Regions from separate parts of the Mus musculus genome. Here region 1 is linked to region 2. A link is a contact called in public HiChIP or PLAC-seq data. All regions are on one chromosome and are shown on one strand. Each heading gives the region's core, a stretch centred on a gene start, on an enhancer-like site or on the middle of the called end of the contact. The rest is flanking DNA. Distances are from core to core; before and after follow the strand shown. Region 1 holds the start of St6galnac1 (ST6 (alpha-N-acetyl-neuraminyl-2,3-beta-galactosyl-1,3)-N-acetylgalactosaminide alpha-2,6-sialyltransferase 1). Region 2 has its middle 26 kb from the start of BC018473.

Region 1 (6,741 bases), core at 2,979-5,478, 50 kb before region 2:
GTATGTGGAGACAGCTACAGTGTGCTTACTTATAATAAGTAAATAAATCTTAAAAAAAAAAAGGTCTGGAGGGCTTAGCCAATAAGCTTTCTTTCCCAGATACTCCTCCCTGCAAAAGGTATTTAACCTCAGGCCAGCCCTGAGAAGTGGGGCATGGTTTTTTTTTTATTCATCCACTTTCTTCCATGTCAATAAATGTCTTAAAACCACAGACTGCCTCTTCTCATTAGGATCCACCGTGGGGAGCCATGGAGAGTCATGGAGGCCTTTGTCTATAGAGCCTCCACCGTCTAATCTTCCATAGAAGACCTCTCTGCCAAGCCAAGCCCAAGACCGACGCCACTGCCAAGCCAAGGGACTCCCCTAGGACTAGTCGGAGCTCCCCCATTTTCTTCCCAGGCCCTGGGCTAGACCCAGCCCGCAGGCCCCGACTCTGTTCTCAACTCTTCTGTGGCATCCACCTGGATGCCTGAGACCTGAGAACCAGATGGCCCAGGACCCCCTAGCCAGCTCCGGCAGTTCCCGGAACCTCAGACTGCAATTCCTCACTCCCGGAACACCAGCCCGGAGTAAGTGCAGACAGCAAAGTACTGCGGTTGAACAAATGGGGAAGCCATACCTTACACTTCCTATGCATATGTGTCATACCTGTTATACACTTCCTATGTGCCTTACCTGTTATAAAGCCTACATGTTCAAGTCTCCCCCTTCCTATCCCTGCTCAGAGGTAGCCTGTAGCATACTACCACCCCAATAAATCTCTTGTGTGTGTGACTTTGTGGCATTCCTTGTGTTAGCATCAGATGCATCCCTTGACAGCTAGAAGCGTCTTTACAGTCAGCTCTAGGACCGAGCAATGAGACATGTCATCTCTAGGCAACAGCACCACTCCTGTGTCTATTGCCATTGCATATTCTTTTTTTTTTTTTTTTTTTTTTTTTTTTTTTGGTTTTTCGAGTCAGGGTTTCTCTGTATAGCCCTGGCTGTCCTGGAACTCACTTTGTAGACCAGGCTGGCCTCGAACTCAGAAATCTGCCTGCCTCCTGAGTGCTGGGATTAAAGGCGTGCGCCACCACGCCCGGCGTCATTGCATAGTCTAACACATTGGCCCTTCGATCACTATAAAACCACTTACAGCTCTCATGTGTATGCATGCATGTTCGTGTGTGCATGTGTGTGTGTGTGGGGGGGGGTGAGTGCAAGCATATGCAGGTGGAGATTAAAGACAACTTAGCTTGTCACTCCCATTAGCCATCCCCTTTTGCTGAGACAGGAACTCTTATTGGCTGGGTACCCACTGTTAAACCTGAGAACTGTAAGGAGAAGAAACCAAATCCATGACTGTCCAATTAAAGCAAGCTGCATTTTTCGGTGTACCTGAGACTGGCCAGCCTGTCTTACCCTAAGTCGGGATTTGTGAAAGCAGCCCCCGCTGGCCTTTTGAAGTCCCTTTTATAGGAGAGATAAGGTGTACACAGGAGGGAGTTGGCTGTTATACATTGTTAGATCCAACCGAAGGGAAGGAACACCTTAGCATGTACACCAGGTGAATGGGGTTGCAAACAGTTGACATCAGATCTAAGGAACAAGATCTTTTTCTTAATAACAAATAGAAACCTTAACTTGCAAGAGCTTACCATGGGACAAATGGGAACTTCCTTGTAATTGTCTTAACTTCGAACACAACCCTTAACCTGCAAGGCACATTATTCCTGTTTTGGTCTCCTACCTCCAAGTAGGCTGTGCTGGTCATTGAACCCCAGGGATCTGCCTGTCTCTGACTCCCCATTGCTAGAATTATAAGCATGCATCACCATGCCCTGCTTTTAGATTTCAATTTGACTTTTTTACTATTGGGCTGGAGCACTGGTGTCAGAGGACAGCCCTGGGGGGTTGGTCCTCTCCTTCCACCTGGACCTGGATTCTGGGGACCACCAGGGTTGACAGCAGGGATCTTAGTCTGCTGAGCCAGCGTTCCTGCCCCTGGTGCTTCCCCCTTCCACCTCCGCCCCCGGCCTCTGTTTTCTTTCACATGGCTTTTGAGGATTGAACTAATTAGGTCTTTACCCTTGCAAAACACTTCACCAACTGGGCATTGCCCAGCTCCAAGAGCAAGGAGTAGGCATGAGCCTATTCAGAGAGTGCTTCTAGAGTTGCACGGAAACAGACAGAAGCCAGAGAGATAGAGAGACAGACACAGAACAGAACACACACATGAACATATGCATACACACATGCACACACATGCACATACACACATGCACACACATATGCACATATACACACATGCACATATACACACATGCACATACACACATGCACATACTCACACAAGCACATACACACATATGCACACACACATGCACATACACACATGAATACACACACATGCACATACTCACACATGCACATACACACATGCACATACTCACACATGCACATATACACACGCACATGATTATACACACATGCACATACGCACATGCACATACACATGCTTAGACACACACGCACATACATGCACATACACATGCTTATACACACACATGCGCACACATGCATACACACACACCCTGGAAAGCTGGAGTTACAGTTCTACTATTCTGGTGCCAGGAGCTGCAGTAGACACTGTGAGATTTCAACCTATCCTTGCCCTGCAAGCCCAGCTTCTTAGGCATCTGCTCGCACTCTCTCATCCCTAGGAGGGTGGTTGAGGCACACACTGGTGCATGCTGTGGATGAAGGCCCAAGAGTTTTAGGGACAGAAACAAAAGCAGAGAGAAATGAGCAATGAGGCCAGGAATCCACCGTCAGAACCTCACCTTCCAAGTAACACCTTTAGCAGTGCGAGTGTTTTGTACTGTACAGCATCCAAGACCCTTTAACCAGTAATCCATACATACTTCTGTTCTCTGAAAATATGATTTTATTGTGTTACGCCATATTGTATTACACAAAAGTTATGTTTGTGTGTGTGTATGTTCATGTTTGTATATGTGTGCACATGGGTGTGTGCATGTGTATGTGCGTGTTTGTGTGTGTATGTGCATGTGTGTATGTGTATGGACATGTTTGTATGTGTGTGCAGAAGACCATCTCCAGTGTTGGGTCACATCTCCCACCTTGTCTAAAGCAGGGCCACTCTGGTTTATACCAGTCTAGCTGGCCTAATGAGGTTCTTGGAGTCTTCTTTCTCTATCTCCCATCTTGGCACAGAATCACCGGGTATGCAGACATGTGCTACCACAACTGGCTTGGCGTAGGTGCTGGGACTCCTGAACTCAGGTCCTCATGGCTGTGCAGGGAGTGTTTGACCCACTGAGGCCTTACCCTGGACCTTATGCTTCTTTTCTCTCTTCTTTAAATTCAGATAGAATGAATGATTTCTTGGACCATTCTGTGCAGAGGCTGAGAAAGCCATCTTGGGACCGATCAAACTGGATCTGCAGCAGTGGTGTGCTCTGCACTCTGGAGCCACCTGGTACACAAAGGCTGCTTTCTCCACTATGACAGTGGGGTGACAATTGGTTATAGATTCTTTGGGGACAGGTTCCATAAGCACCTTTAAATATGGCTATATATGTATAATGTATACACATTATATAGATATACACACACACACACATATGTGTATACACACACACTTTGTGTGTGTGTGTGTGTGTGTGTGTGTGTGTATCTGTGCATGGAGGGCAGCAGAGGGCAGCAGACCCCCCCGGAGCTGGAGTTACAGATGGTTGTGGGCTACCACGTGACTGCTGGGAACTGAATCTGAACCCTCTGCAATAGCAGCCTGTGTTCTCACCCATGGAGCCTTCTCCCCAGCCCTCCATAAGAACTTTTGTGTAAAGCCTTTAATGATCCCTGGATGACAGCAAGTCTCAGATGTGCTGCTTCCTGGTGACATTCCAGTCTCAACCCCAGAGAGGCTAACACCCGCGATGATGACTTTGTGGGGTTCCTCCCATGAACAGCCAAGTGTGCTGGAAACCTCTGCTTCTTCTACTTATGGATGAGGCTGGGAGAGGAAATGACCAGATAAAAGCGAGGCTGTTTATGACAGATACATGGTCTCATATAGCTTCCGGAATTTGGCTTCAGAGACAAAAAACAAAACAAAACAAAACTTGCTTGAGTAGGAGTTTCTCTTCCTTCCATCAAGTTAGCTTAAAGCATACTCCACCCCTCATTTTCACCTGTGCTTTCATGAAAGCTAAGAGTCACGCTAAAGGGCAGGGCTCCCTCGCTCTCACCTGAAGGAGCAGGCGATCTGACTGCTGCTTTAAGAAGCTTGCTCTCATCATACATGCTGTTAGGGACCAGCCATCCACCATGACGAGATATTGCAGAGGACTTTCCCAGAGGCAAGCTTTCCTGCTTCTGACTGTGTTGGCATTGCTCTTTATTCTGCTCTTCGTTGTTAAGGATCCAAGGGCAAAAGATTCCAGGTAAGAAGATGCCACTCCTGTGATTCCCAGGAGAAGCACCTGAGGCGAGGCCTGAGGGACTCAGAGCCACCTATAGGTTCCATGTGAGTAAGGTCAGGAGTCCTGTAAAGAGCCCTGGAAGGAGCTGGCGCTGTTGACCAAGGTGCCTGAGACACCAGGAGGCTTGTGCAGGTGGGGGGTGGGATGGGAAGCAGGCAGGAGTTGGGGACCCAAGGACAGAGTCTGCAGAGGGCACACACAGCACAAGGGAAGTCACCCCCATGGCTGGTGAGTAGTAGGGCAGCAGAAGTGCTGGCTCTTACACTCCACACCCCTAGACCCAAAGCACAGACCTAGCCTGTGGGTTTCCCATGTCTCAGAGGCCTCCTCACCCTGAAAAGGGAGTCGGAAAGGTCAAGATTGCCCACTGGTGGGGTTGAAGGGAAGCCTCGAACCTGTGCCCCACGGGACTCCTCCACAAGAACTTCTAGATTATGCAGCACATCTCCAGCAGGGACACCTTTCTTTTACAGTCTCAGTAAAAAAGGTTCCATTGTTTTTGGGTTTTTTTTACCGCTCTTGACATTTGAACACAATACATCCATTCTCTAACAAGATGAGAGGAAAGTTCAGAGAAGTTGGGTCTGATGGGGGCCAAGAGGGTGGAGCACTTGCCCAGCTTGAACAAAGTCAGATTCCTGGTATCAAACTAGGATGGTGGCTCATCCTAGCACGTGGGAGGCAGAGGCAGCAGGACCAGGAGCAGATTCAAGGTCAACTACATGGCAAGTTCAAGGCCAGCATGAGCTACAGGAGACCCAGTTTAAGATTAAAAAACAAAACAAAACAAAAACAAAGAAAGAAATGAAGCAGGAAGTGGGGTCTCCCTAACTCGTTACTCCTTAAGCCCTGGGTGTGCACAGACTCCACACTGCTGCTGTAGCTGAGCCTTCTGTGGTCTCTCTGTGCATGGGGCCCGGTTCTAGATCCCTCAGGTCCAGGTTCTCATTATGAGGAAGGCAGATGGCTAAGATGAGTCACTCAACAGTAAATACACTGCCCTGCCTGTCACACGGAGGGATTCAAACCCAGGCATCTCCATCCCATAGCCTGGGCTTGACGCCTGTAGGTGACATAGCTGAGGGTGACCTTGAACTTCCATTCCCCCTGTCTCTACCACCCAAGTGTGGCGATTATAAGTATTACCCACCACTTTGGCTTAGAAACATTTTCTTATCTAGAAAAGATTTCTGTGCCTTTCCTTAATGGTCATTAGATTATGAGTTGAGGGAAAGGTTGGTTCAACACTTTCCACAAATACGCAAACTGCTTCTATGCCTCCTGCTAATGTATCAGTCGTTTGGTTCACTAAGCTTCAAGAGTTCATTTAGAAGGTATTCGTTTCCGCTTGTGGTATTGTTACGGTTTGATCATCCAAAACAACCCAAGCAGGCACAAGAGCCCAGCAGAGCAAGATCTTTCTTTGAATTGGGCAGCAAAAACTGACCAGTCAGCAACAACAGCGCAGATTCGGGAGCTGACTGAGTAGTTGAAGGCTATTTTAGTAAGTATTTAGGCAGATGGCAAAAATGTATTGTATTCAGACCACTACTGATCAGTCAGGGCTGGGTATCAGGCACAGGCTGATCTGTGACCCTGAACCTGAATAGTACATAGGTTTTCAGCTCCAAAATTACAAACATCTGTGCCAAGTTATCCCACCAATCAGGATTTAGGGATGGGACTTCCATAGGAACATGTCTTTGTGCTTCACTTGTCCTGGTTCCTTGGTTGGGTTAGTGAATTCTGGTGGGGCAATCTGCCAAGAATTCGTGTCTCAACTTGCCAACCAGGATGTAAAGGACTCATTTCCATGACTCTTTCTGCCAACCAGGATGTCAGTTACCCAGGGAGGGCTTGCAACTAAAACTTCCTATGACCCCTATTCAAAATGGCAGTTGTTTTCACAACAGCTTCAGTTTGGTCGCTGCTTACAGGAATAAGATGTGTTTGTGTCTGTTGGGACTCTGAGACAAAGTCTCTCTGTATGTCCCTGGCTGTCCTGGAATTTGCTATGAAGACCAGGCTAGGTTCAGACTCATAGAGATCTGCCAACCTCTGCTAGGATTACAGGCCTGTATCCCTTTATTTTTGTATTCATGTTTTTATGTATTTATATCATTTGAGAAATCAGTTTTAAGCATGCATTTCAGAGGACAATGGCTGTCACAGTGTCAGGGCATCCCTAGAACAACATGGGGATGTGGGAGGGGGTTGAAGGACTCCAGGGATGCTAGAAAGAAGCTTCTAGTGA
Region 2 (6,564 bases), core at 2,487-4,986:
AAGACATGCACTCGACATATTTATGTGGATGAGTGTATTGGTTACTTGGCTCATGGCCGCCATGAAATTCTAGCACATGCCACTTGAGAGATGAAGTCCTGGGGCTGGAGAAATAGCCCAGCAGTCAAGAGCACAAACTGCCCTTCCCAGAGGAGCAGAGTGCAGTTGCCAGCAGCCATGTTAGGTAGGTCACAATGATCTGTGACTCCAGCTTCAGGGGACCCAGTGTCTCCTCTAGCCTCTGAGGGTGTGACACGCATACCCATAAGAGAAAATAAACCTTAACAAAAGAGAAAGTTGCAGGGGCCCAGGAGATGACATGGTGGGTAAAGACATTTGCTGTCTGCCCTGCCTGAGTTCTGTCTCTGCGTCTCACACAGTGGAGGGACAAAATGGATTCAAATCGTTCTCTGACCTCTACACTGGCACTGTGGCATGTACCCATACATACCATGCACACACATGCACACATCATTCATCTATACATGGTGCACATACACGTGTAAGATGCACACATTGACAGTAACAAAATAATAATAATAATATAACCATTTTAAAATTCCCAAACTCTAATGAAGAAATGGATGTATCCCTAAAATTTGCTGTATACTTTTCTCAATGCTGCAAACAAACATGACAAGATGTTGGGGGGGGGTGCTGTTGTTTTGTTTTGTTTGTTTCTTTGTTTGTGGGGGTTTTGGTTGGTTGGTTGGTTTTACTAGACAAGGTTTCTCTGTGTAGCCATGGATATCCTGGAACTATCTCCATAGACCAGGCTGGCCTTGAACTCACAGAGATCTACCTGCTCTGCCTCCAGTCTGACAAGGCAGAGGTATCTTATGGATGGAGTGTTTATCTTGGGTCATGACACAGGGATGCATCCATCACAGTGGGGAGAGGAGTGGCTTCCAGCTGTACTCACATCTCCGCTGACTAGAAGGAGAGAAAGGGGCAGGTACCCATCTGTCTCCTCCCTCACCCCTTTCATTCATCCTGGGCCCCGAGATGGGGTGGTATCACCCACTGGAGGGTGGGTCTCCCCTCTTCAGTCAATCCTTTCTGGAAATTCCCTCACAGATACAACTAGAGGTTGTGTCTCCTGGTGGCTCTTAATCCAGAATCATCCGGTGAGGAGTCATCCCCACATTCAGTTAAGCACTCTGAAGGTGAACAAGAAATAATGAACTGGACTGAGTGAATTGGTTTAGGGAATTTAGCATGGAGAGCCAGCCGAGGCCATCCTTAGATCTCAGACAGGTCGCAGTAGAACCTTCGAGCCCCCTCTGCACACATCCAGATCCTCAAAATGAAGCATACTTTGAAACGTTTGCCTCTCCTGAGCTACAGTACAGGCCCCTTCTCCCGGCTCCCCAGGGACTGGCCCTGAACTCAGTCCTCTCTTCCTAGGCAGGTGTCTTGTCAGCATCTGTTAGCAGGGATAACTGCTAACTATGAAGTGATGTAATTTCCAGTCCCTTATGGTATAAATCAATAGGTATGGCCGCCATTTTCCTTTTGAAAACCTAAAGGCATATGGACCATCTTCCTTCCCCTCTTCCCCAGCATCTTTATCTCTTCTTCCTCTTCCTCTTCTTCTTCATCCTCCTCCTTTCCTTTTCCTTCTCCTCTTCTTCCTCTTCCTCCTCCTCCTCCTTCTCCTTCTTCAGTTTCAGGCATCCCAGACTGGCCTTATGGCCTCAAACTCAGCCAAGAAAACCTGAAATTTCTAATCCTCCTGTCTCAGCACCCCAGTGAGAGGTGCTGGTCAGCTGTCCAGTGTGCTGGGAACAGAACAACATTCCTCTGAGAGCAGTTCCCCCTTCTAAACCGCTGAGCCATCTCTTCAGCCCCAAGCTATTTCTCTTTACCAAGGAAATTCTAACTGGGGGTTTGTGAGCTTTCTTCTAACCTGCACCTTCAACCTGACGACTGCTTCTGTTGATCAGTCACTGTGTGTTTCCACCATCTTCTGCCACGCCCCCTCTATAGCTAGGGATCTATGTGCAACTCTGTTTGTTTTATAATTTATTATTTTTTTCTTTTTTCCCCCTTACTAGGATTTTCACACAGATCACATGCTCTTCATGGAATTTTAAATGTTTGGGTCTGGAATAGTAAATGTTCTAGATTTATTGTTATTACTGTTGCTGCTGCTGCTGCTGCTGTCACCGTCACCGCTGGCAGCGGCGTATGTGTATGATGCGGGGCACTCATCCACAGCATGCATATGGAAGGCATCAGAGGATTTTATGGGATGGGCCTTCTTACACAATTACATAGCTTCTGGGACTCAAACTCAGCTCCTCAGGCTTGTGTGGCAAGCAGCTTCCCCCACTGAGCCCTCTCACTGGCCCCAGGAGTAGAAACTTTAGAATCTTCCCTTGAAAGGACTCATTATTATTTGGTTAAAGTTGGTGCTTTCCTAAGTCTGCTTCAGTGACTGACAGTTCTGGTGTTCAGCTGGCTTTTCCCTCCGCTGCCTGGATGCTCTCCAGAGTTAGCAGTGCTCTGCCAATGCCTACTTGAAGCCCTGCATGTCCTCAGCAAACAGCTCAGGTGTCTAAGGAGTCTCAAAAGGTGATGTAAAGGAACAGACAACTTCTGAGATAGTTTAGTCAGTTAAGTGCTTGTCATGTGAGCCTAAAGACCTGGCTTTGGAATCCAGCACTTAATAAAATCCTGGGTGTGACCTCATTCTCAGCACTGGGGGGGGGGGGGGGGAATCCCTGAGTCCAGTGAGAGACCCCACCTCAATAAATATAGAGCAATAGAAGAAAATACTTTATGCACATACACACATGTACACACACACAGCACACATGCACAGACACCCATACACATAACAAATACAATATCTCGAGGCTCAGCCAAAATCCATAAAAGAAGATCTACCGCCCCAGAACCAAAGCAGCAGCCATAGACAGGCTCAAGAATGACAGCTCAGTTGTCTGTCAGGCTCCCAGAAGGGATTCTAAAACCTTAAGCCTTGAAAAGAGATCATGAGTCTGCTCACACTTTTATAGGTCCGCAGTTTAGACTGCATCAGCCTCTTTCTGCTCTGACTCGGGTACCATTTTCAACTAACAGGCTTTCAGTGGCTACACTGAACCCAACGATCTACAATGGTCATGACTGAGGCTAGCCCTCAGCAGGATTCCTTACCCTCCCCCTCTCTCATCCACCATCAGGCCAGATGGAGCCTTCTGACAGGGTGGCAGAAGGTCCTGAGAAGACAAAAACAAAATCTGAAGGGCCATTTCTCCTGACAGACAGCTTCAACACCAGAGTAAACCAAGGAGGGCCAATAGTGGAGTTGAAGAAAAGTCACTCAGTGGACTTTATCAGAGGGAACAAAATTTTCTGGGCTGGCAAGAAAGGAAAAGAAAAATCTCACACACACACACACACACACACACACACACACACACACACACAGACACACACACACACACACACACACAGACAGACACACACACACACACACACACACACACACACACACACACACACACACATTTGGTAGATGAAGCAAATTCCAACAAGTGTGGGGCAAGTGGAACCATGTCACCAAACAGAAAAACTGGTAAGGTCAGATTAAGGAACCCTGGCAATTCTCATAATTGAGACTCGAGGGTATTTAAATCTGCTCCCAACCAGATTCCTGTCCTGGACCAACTGACCCTGCCATCCTACGAAGAGGACCATAGCAACTGGTCATGTAACAGAACCCAGCGTTCTTCATGCTAATGAGGTATCTAGATGGGCCCTCGGGGTTTAGCCAATAAGCTTCCCTTCTCAGACACGCCCTCCTGCAACAACAAAAAAAGTTTTTAACGTTGGTCCTGAGTAAAATGTATGCATTCATTTTCCACCGTGAGTAAACAAACAAGCAAGGACTGTCTCTCTCATCAAGAACCGCTATTGGGGGAAGCTTTGTTACCGAGCTTCACCTCTTAAGACTCCCACAGACGGCTCCTCTGCGCAGGTGTCCGGGAGTTTGGGAGCCACAGCCTCAACCCCAGCCCACGCGGTTTCTCACCCAGAGAGCCGTGGGCTATGAAGCAGGAACGGTGGTCCGCCTGTCTGTAAATGCTGGGGGCCGTGCAGCTCTATAAGCAGCTCATGAAGGAGGACCTAATTGAGGACTGCCTGAGAGACCTGCATTCCTGCGGAGGACCTAATTGAGGACTGATGAGAGACCAACGATTGCTAGTGCAAACAGTGCTAGCCAATCAGGAACTGCGGTTTAGAAGAGATGCTTTCTTGGGACCAATGGGGCGTGGGTGGAGGGTATTAAAGGAGCTTGCAGCCGTGCTCACCTTCTGAGATCTGTGTTACTGACTCTGCGCCAATTCACCACCCCCCCACAACGCCCCAAGAGTAGGTAGGGTTGGGGGAGAGCTGTCCAGGGCACAGGCAACAGGGTTGGAATCCCAATCTTAGGAGGCTGCCTTCTGTTCCCCTGAGCTGTGTGTTGGCGTGCCCCACGAGCCACATCCCCATGGCAGTAGGAATGGAATGTAGCCAGTGCCCCTCCGTTTAATCTGCACAAGTGGTGTTCCAACGGTGAAACAAAACGCAGACCCACAAACAAGTTCCAAAAAATTCACAGATAGACAGACGGGCAGGAAGACAGGCAGACAGGTTGGATGAATGGAGCAAAGCTCCAATGAGCTGGCTCCAACCATTTTCTATAAGCACATATTTGGTGGATGGCCCAGACTCCAATGAGCAGGCTCTAACAACTTTATTTTTCCTCTTCTCCTGTCTGTACCACCTATGTGAGCAGTTACATATTCTCTAAAAACGATCACCACAAAAAAATATTCTTCAAAACACAGATTAAGGTCATTACACAAAAGAGGAGTTACTACGGGATTATTGATTGCCTATTCTTTTGAAACTTATACCTAACTCTGCATTTTTTATCTGTCTTTCTCCCCATGAGTTCATTGTAACCCCAAAGCAATAATTTTCACGCCATAGGTTAACAAAGCTTAAGCAAGCCAAATCCATGCTAGAGAGCTTTACCTATGCTCGGCTGACAACAATTTTGTTTACTAAGAAACAGGTCATCTCTCTTAAGTCTTATTTTTGAAGTTTTGTTCCGCTAAACTGGTTAACCATCTAGTCTCTGTTCTTACATTCATAATGAAGTCACCTCCTCAGAGTTCATGACCTTCCTTCTCATGGTGCACAAGGAAACCTGTGACCACATCCCTACATCGCAGGATCCAGGAACTCAGACCCAACCTAGAACAAGTGTTTTCCTTGATCACTAACTTGTCCCAAGCTTATATTTCTTGCTACTACAATTATGTACTGGTAATCCATGAAAGCTCACAATAGTCCTCTTTCTAACCTATGCAGCCCTGGCTAGTCTATGAGGAAGGAGCACACTCTATTCTTTTTTTTTTTTTTAGATTTATTTATTTATTATATGTAAATACACTGTGGCTGTCTTCAGACACACCAGAAGAGGGCGTCAGATCTTGTTACGGGTGGTTGTGAGCCACCATATGGTTGCTGGGATTTGAACTCATGACCTTCAGAAGAGCAGTCGGTGCTTTTAACTTTTGAGCCATCTCACCAGCCCCACACTCTATTCTTGATTCTAACTTTAAGCTTTCTAACAACCACCCTAACTTCCCCAAATTTTTAAAAATCAAACTAACTTCCTAAAACTACTTACATCAAATCAGGAAATCCATAAAAATCATTAATTCGTCTAAACAATATTATCTTTAAAAATGTATCTTCTTGTTGATCTTCGGGAAACTTGCCCAACAGAGTGGGCTATCTCCCAAGAAGTAATCACACCAGGCTGTAGACAGTGAGGGTCTCTCGGTGTCTACTCACACCATGTCAGGTGTATGAGGAAGATAGCGATGACAAACATGAGCAGGCGCATCAGTAGCAAGAAGCGATCCTGGGACGAAGCCCCTGGGGCTGTGCCTCTCCAGGGTACACCCAGGGCAGCAGAGCAAACCAGTGGGCCATCTCCAGGAAGCTCATCTGCCTACCGAAGCTTGTCCTGCATGGTATCAGCCACATGTCTGGCCATGTCTCAGAAGGCATAAGATATCATTTCCTGTGGAGCCAGGGAGCTATGAGAACATCGGAGCCAGTCCAGAGTAAGAGTGTGGTCAAGATGTGTCCAAACCGAGAAAATCTCATCCTGAGATGAACCAGAGTAGGATCTGTGCCCCATGCTCACATATCCAGGACCAAGCAGCCCCGCACCCCCACCTTTGCCCCTTGGAGGATGTCACATAGCCTGGCAGCCAGGGTGGACTTCTTCTTACAAGGTTACGTCCAGAAGTATCTGAAATTCCTCCCTATGTCATGAGGCATCCTGTACATACCCTGGCCCTGGCCAATAATGTACACTCTCCCTGAAGATGCCTACCTACTCCCCCAAAGGTTTAAATAGCCTTCGTTCTCCCAGTTAAATGAGCTTTCCCACTGAAGCCTGGGAGCAAGAGTCTGATCTTCTCTGAGCTTACTTGTTGCTTGAGGTCTCCATCCCTTAGCAGTTTCTGAGTCTACCTGTTGTGACCTCTG

Evidence for each region. HiChIP or PLAC-seq counts read pairs in DNA pulled down with a chosen protein or histone mark.
Region 1: an H3K27ac HiChIP or PLAC-seq map of embryonic stem cells shows a contact between it and region 2, with 6 read pairs. The contact joins the promoter of St6galnac1 here to the enhancer-like site in region 2. A contact is called at or near these places in 6 of 39 promoter capture datasets (cranial neural crest, embryonic stem cells, frontonasal cranial neural crest and 3 more), 2 of 15 datasets of contacts at CTCF or cohesin (the NIH/3T3 cell line and embryonic stem cells), 11 of 484 Hi-C or Micro-C datasets (the AtT-20 cell line, the HL-1 cell line, Sertoli cells and 6 more), 11 of 115 datasets of contacts at active chromatin or transcription factors (bone marrow-derived macrophages, differentiating embryonic stem cells, embryonic basal ganglia and 3 more) and 4 of 9 other capture datasets (adipose tissue, embryonic stem cells, liver and 1 more).

What each region holds. Positions count from the first base shown.
Region 1 is chr11:116,772,994-116,779,734 of GRCm38.p6, reverse strand. It overlaps St6galnac1 (ST6 (alpha-N-acetyl-neuraminyl-2,3-beta-galactosyl-1,3)-N-acetylgalactosaminide alpha-2,6-sialyltransferase 1), which reads left to right and starts at 4,228. Exons shown (of 9, transcript NM_011371.2): 1 at 4,228-4,448. The coding sequence starts at 4,333.
Region 2 is chr11:116,722,958-116,729,521 of GRCm38.p6, reverse strand. No RefSeq gene overlaps it. Among named protein-coding and RNA genes, the nearest start is that of BC018473, 26 kb to the left of the region's middle. Within about 2 kb of position 3,736, at least 38 of the 459 cell types and tissues checked have an H3K27ac peak or open chromatin away from gene starts, as enhancers often do. A contact at or near this core is called in differentiating embryonic stem cells and embryonic stem cells, where this site is marked.